Regions from separate parts of the Mus musculus genome. Here region 2 is linked to region 1. The links are chromatin contacts, called in public promoter capture Hi-C maps. All regions are on one chromosome and are shown on one strand. The core of a region is the stretch at or near the end of the contact, and the rest is flanking DNA. Distances in the headings are between cores, read along the strand shown. Region 1 overlaps Tfdp2 (transcription factor Dp 2). Region 2 has its middle 26 kb from the start of Gm51656.

Region 1 (2,588 bases), core at 49-2,548:
AGTGTCGTGTCTTCCTCAGTCATTTTTCAGTTTGTTTTTTGAGTCAGTCTCTCACTGAACCGGGAGCTCACTGACTTGACTTACTGTTCACCAAGCCCCGAGGCTGCCTTCCTGGTGCTGGGAGTGTGTGCGCCTGGCCCTTCCCTGTGGGTCTGAGGATCTGAATGCAGACCCCCATGTTTACATGGTAAGCACTTTACTGGCTGAGCTGTCTCACAGCTTTCAGTTTTTATTTCTATTACAGAAGGACAGAGGAATTTTTGGTGTGAATCTAGTCAGTAGATTCTTACAGCAGTAGGTATACATAGTAATGGTTCCTCCCTGACCGATTTCTGTTATATTGGTAGCCACTTGGATGAATTCATAATTAATCTGTATCTGTTTTGAATAACCAACCTATTTTTAGTGAAGTGCTTATGTGTAAAATCTGAAACCTTTTTTCTCCCTCCCTCCCTTCCTCCCTCCCTCCCTCCCTCCCTCCCTTTCTTCCTTCCTTCCTCCCTTTCTTCCTTCCTCCCTCCCTCCCTTCCTTCCTTCCTTCCTTCCTTCCTTCCTCCCTTTCTTCCTTCCTCCCTCCCTCCCTTCCTTCCTTCTTTCCTTCCTTCCTCCCTCCCTCCCTCCCTCACTTCCTTCCTTCCTCCTTTTCTTCCTTTCTCCCTTCCTCCCTTTTTCCCTCCCTTCCTTCCTTCCCTCCCTTCCCCCTCCCCCTCCTTCCCTCCTTCTTTCTCTTTTTCCTTTTTCCTCTATCTATCTTTCTTTCTTTCTTTCTTTCTTTCTTTCTTTCTTTCTTTCTTTCTTCCTCCCCTCCCCTCCCCTCTCCTCCCCTCCCCTCTCCTCCCCTCCCCTCCCCTCCCCTCCCCTCCCTCTTTCTTTTTTTCTGAGACAGGGTCTCATTATATAGCCTCAGCTGGCCTGGAACTTCCTATGTAGAACAGGCTGCCTCGAACTCACGGAGATCTGCCCACCTCATCCTCCTGAGTGCTAGGATTGTAGAGTAAATCACCGTGCTCAGTTCTAGTTTGTACGTTGCAATACCTACTGTCTCAGTTACTTTCTCTCTTTTTTTTATTGTTGTGATGAAATACCTGACAAAAGCAATTTAAGGAAGAAAAGGTTTGTTTTATGTTTAAGAAGATTTATTTTATTCTTTCTTCTGTCTATTATGTGCTTGTGTTTCTGCCATGTGATTGTGGATACCTGCAGAGGCCAGAAAGGAATGTCAGCTCTCCTGGAGCTGGAGTTATGGAAGTTATGAGCCACTTGATGTGGGTGCTAGGTGCTTACTGGAAGACTAGCAATCCTCTTAACCACTGAGACATTCTTGCAGCTCAGGGAGGGTTTATTCTGGCTTACTATTTGATCAGCAGTCTGTTATGGAGGAAAAGTCACTGCAGCAATAACTTGAAGCAGCTGGCCATGTCACAGCTGCCGTCAGGAAGTAGAGAGCTCGCTTTCTACCTTTTACGCAGCCTGGACCCCATCCCAGTGATGGTGCTGCTCACAGTTAGGATGGGCCTTCCTACCCCAGTTACCTTATCCAGAGAGGTCTTCAGAGACCTAGCCAGTGCCTTGTTTCTTTGGTATTCTAGGTCCTGTCAGTTCAGCACAGTCTTCACAGATGGTGAATCTTACTGGCGTTGGACAGCTCTCCAGTTAGGCACTCAGTCTTGTCTACTCTTATTCTCAGCTCTTGATTATCTTGTGTACATTTCTGTAGTTCTTTAAAAACACAGGAGATCTGGTGTCCAAAATGAGGAGAGTAGTAAGCCAAGTTTACTCTCAGGACTCTGCTGGGCCTAGTGGCCTTGATTCACCTTTTTGACTTGTTATGTTAGTATTGGATTACCTTAAATTGAATGAATTTTAAATCTTCCTAATATCTTTGCTCCTAGAGGTAAAACCATCTTAAAAATACTTGAAGTGGAGGCTGGAGAAGCACTTCGGTGGCTAAGAGCACTTGCTGCTTTTGTAGAGGGCCTGGGCCTGGGTTCAGTTCTCAGTACCAGCATGGTCGCTCACAACTGCCTGCAACTCTGGTCCCAGGGGACTTGACATCCTCTTCTAGCCTCCAAAGCAAAAGGCAACCACATGGTGTACATACGTACATATAAATGTACATACATCTATGCTGGCAAACACTCGAACGCGTAAATAACTCCTTTTTTTTTTAAGATTTATTTATTTTATGTATGTGAATACAGGCATCGGATTCCATTACAGATGGCTGTGAGCTACCCATGTGGTTTCTGGGAATTGAACTCAGGACCTCTGGAGGAGCAGTCAGTGCTCTTAACCCCTGAACCATCTTTCTAGCCCAGTAAATAACTCTTAAAAAGTGGTTAAGAGCACGTGTGCTCTTTCAGAAGACCAGGGTTCAAGTCTCAGCATCAATACAGTGGCTAACAACTTTAGTTAGGGGATTGGATGCCCTCTTCTGGCTCCACTTTTATTCTACACACACAGGCAAAACTCGAGTATACTTAAAAATAAGTAAATTATTTTAAATTAAAATACTTTGAGGCTAAAGAGATGGCTCAGTGGTTAAGAGCACTGACTGCTCTTTCAGAGGTCCTGAGTTCAATTCCCAG
Region 2 (2,588 bases), core at 43-2,542, 230 kb after region 1:
AGGTATTTCCCTGAGGAGACTGGAGACAGAGGTGCATGCCAAACACCCACATTCCATCAGTCTCCAGCTGAAAAAATTAATTGCCTGCCCTTTATGCCATTTGTCTTCGGCATGTGAACTGCAGTCTCAGAGTGGGAGGGGAGGAGAGAACGGCAGGCAGCTTAGAGCGGGGGTTCAACCACGCTGATCTCTTGGCTGCTCCTTTAACTCCTGTGGTGACGGATCGGATCGGAGCATTAGTCTCTGGCATCAAAACAGTCTCTCGGTCCATGTGACCAGCACTGCCGTTGCCGCACTGTAAAGCCCACAAGAATCGGCAGCCCACAGACCCATCAGTGGAAGCTTTGTGTTTGCTTCGTGTGGGTTTGCTGGTGGCCTTTGGCATAGCCACACGTTCAACACCTGCTGGAGCAAAACAAACCATGCCCAGCATTGCTGTCGCATCTTGGCCTGTCCCTGTCCTGAGACTATGGATTAGGACACTGACAAGGTCTGCCCACTCCCTCACCGCTCACACCCGGGAGTACAAAGTCTCTGCGTTCATCATGCTCAGGGGATTGCTTAGACCCACCTGTCACTTACTGGTGACCTTGAAGGCGGACAGACCGGGATTCGGACCCCGATCCTCCAGGAACCTGACATCTATTGCCATTGCCTTGACCCATGGGATAAAGGTGGCACCAGTCCCAGTGTGGCCCTGCACAGCAGCGGGCTGTGACCTTGGCTGAGATAATAGCGGGGACAGGGCATCTCCATGGAACAAGGGTTCCTATCTTAACAGTTTTTAAGGCCTACGCTGCAGGTCCTTCAATGCCAAGGTCACGAGTCAACGGGTAGAAATCTCGACATCTCATCCCTTGATCTAGAGCAATGCCCTCGTGGGGCTCCTGGCTGGGGACAGGCAAGGCGGACAGCGTTGCCATCAAGCGGCAGGTCGAGCCAGAAGCTACCCTCAGCTCTTCACAAAGCAGATCCAGTCTGCGGCCGCAATCCAAACACCGAAGGGAATCAGAACGTACGTCTTTTGTTTGCCGTGGCAGGAGAACTGTTGAGCAGAGGAAAAAACAAGCTGAGCTTAGCGCTATCAGCTGCTTCCTGGGGCTCGCTCCTTCCTTCCTCCGAGGGGGGTCTGGCCGCTTTGTTCTCGTTCCCAGCTGCACTTCTGCGCCTTTAAGCAGTGGCCTCCGCAGACCTCAGAGGAATGTAGCCCTGGGACCCCAGGGGACTTGGCTCAGGGCTCCGCCCGATACGGCCCCAAGCTCTCAACCCGGGTGCTCCTGCCCTTGCTACGTATCGCTCTTTCTGCCAGCCACTTCCTGGCTTGGGGAACAGGGGGGTGAGCCTCCCCAGAGGGGCTTCCTGTTTTCTTTGACAATCCTGAGAGGACGTGGTTTCATAGAATCCCACGAAGAGTCCACAAAAGGGTGTCCGTAATACTACTTCGATTGTCTGGGGGGAGAATGTGTCTCTCCTGGCATCCGTTTGTCCTGGTTCAGTTCCTAGCTCTAGAGGTTTCTAGCCAGTCACACCCCCAGCCAGCTGCTCAACCCCTCTGAGGCTGAAGCTACCTAGGGAAGATTAAAGCGCCAACAGTGTCTTGGATGCCTTCCCAAATCTTGGCCCACGGGGGGCCCTCAACAGGTGTTAGCCAATTGTCACTATGCCTGGGTTTTGATTACTTCAGTGACACAAGAAAACCAAACAGAACCCTTTAAGACTGATTATGTTGAAGAAGAGGGTGTGGCATAGCCTAGCTAGGCAGCTGGGCTTTCACTCGAGAGCGTTCCTCAGTGTTTTCATGATCTGTGGATCAACACTGCCCCTCCCCTCTCTCCCTCCCTCCTCTCTAGTCCTCCACCCCACCCCCATCCCACGAGGATGTTACAGATTTCTGACTGTGCCTCTAATTCAGCTGAATAAAACTGAAGTGGGACCCCACGTGCTTGCATTTCCTGGCTGAGAGGAGGTAAGACAACTGTAGGTGCCCAGATTCAGCCCGAACATTAGGCAAACTGCATTCACTTAGCTCAGACCTGGAGGCTCACGGTCTCAGAGATGCAACTGCAGGGACCACTGGCCAAAAGAGCAGTGGGAACTGTGGCCATGGGGCTGTCATTGACTGCTTTTTCTTTTTGTTTGTCTTGAGACCTTGTTTCCGGTAGTCCAGACTTGCTTCAAATCTAAAAATGTAGCCAAGAATGAACTTGAACTTTGGTATTCCCGTCTTATTCCCTAAGAGCTGGGATCACAGGTGTGCCCACCATACCCAGTCTGGGAATAGAACCCAAGGCTTTGTGCATCCTAGACATCCACTCTTCCAATGACTCCTGCTTCCCTCTCTTTCTTTTTGAAACAGGAGCTCACTAAGTAGCCCAGGCTGGCCTGGAACTTGTAATTCTCCGGTCTCAGACTCCCAAATTGGGAGGGGGCTATACACTTATCACTTGAGCCCCCTCCCCTTTTCCTTCTTTCCTTTTTATGATTTTTTTTTGTTTTTGTTTTTGCTTTTGTTTTGTTTTGACAGGGTTTCTCTGTGTAGTCCTGGCTGTCTTGGAACATGCTCTGTAGACTAGCAGGCTGGCTTTGAA

Evidence for each region. Promoter capture Hi-C pulls out the DNA fragments that hold promoters and counts their contacts.
Region 2: a promoter capture Hi-C map of pre-B cells shows a contact between it and region 1. The contact joins two enhancer-like sites. A contact is called at or near these places in 2 of 39 promoter capture datasets (the C10 cell line and pre-B cells), 1 of 115 datasets of contacts at active chromatin or transcription factors (memory CD8 T cells) and 1 of 9 other capture datasets (pancreatic islet).

What each region holds. Positions count from the first base shown.
Region 1 is chr9:96,202,578-96,205,165 of GRCm38.p6, forward strand. The region is part of intron 2 of Tfdp2 (transcription factor Dp 2); the gene reads left to right. Among named protein-coding and RNA genes, the nearest start is that of Tfdp2, 7.6 kb to the left of the region's middle. Within about 2 kb of position 1,299, at least 7 of the 459 cell types and tissues checked have an H3K27ac peak or open chromatin away from gene starts, as enhancers often do.
Region 2 is chr9:96,436,904-96,439,491 of GRCm38.p6, forward strand. No RefSeq gene overlaps it. Among named protein-coding and RNA genes, the nearest start is that of Gm51656, 26 kb to the right of the region's middle. Within about 2 kb of position 1,293, at least 283 of the 459 cell types and tissues checked have an H3K27ac peak or open chromatin away from gene starts, as enhancers often do.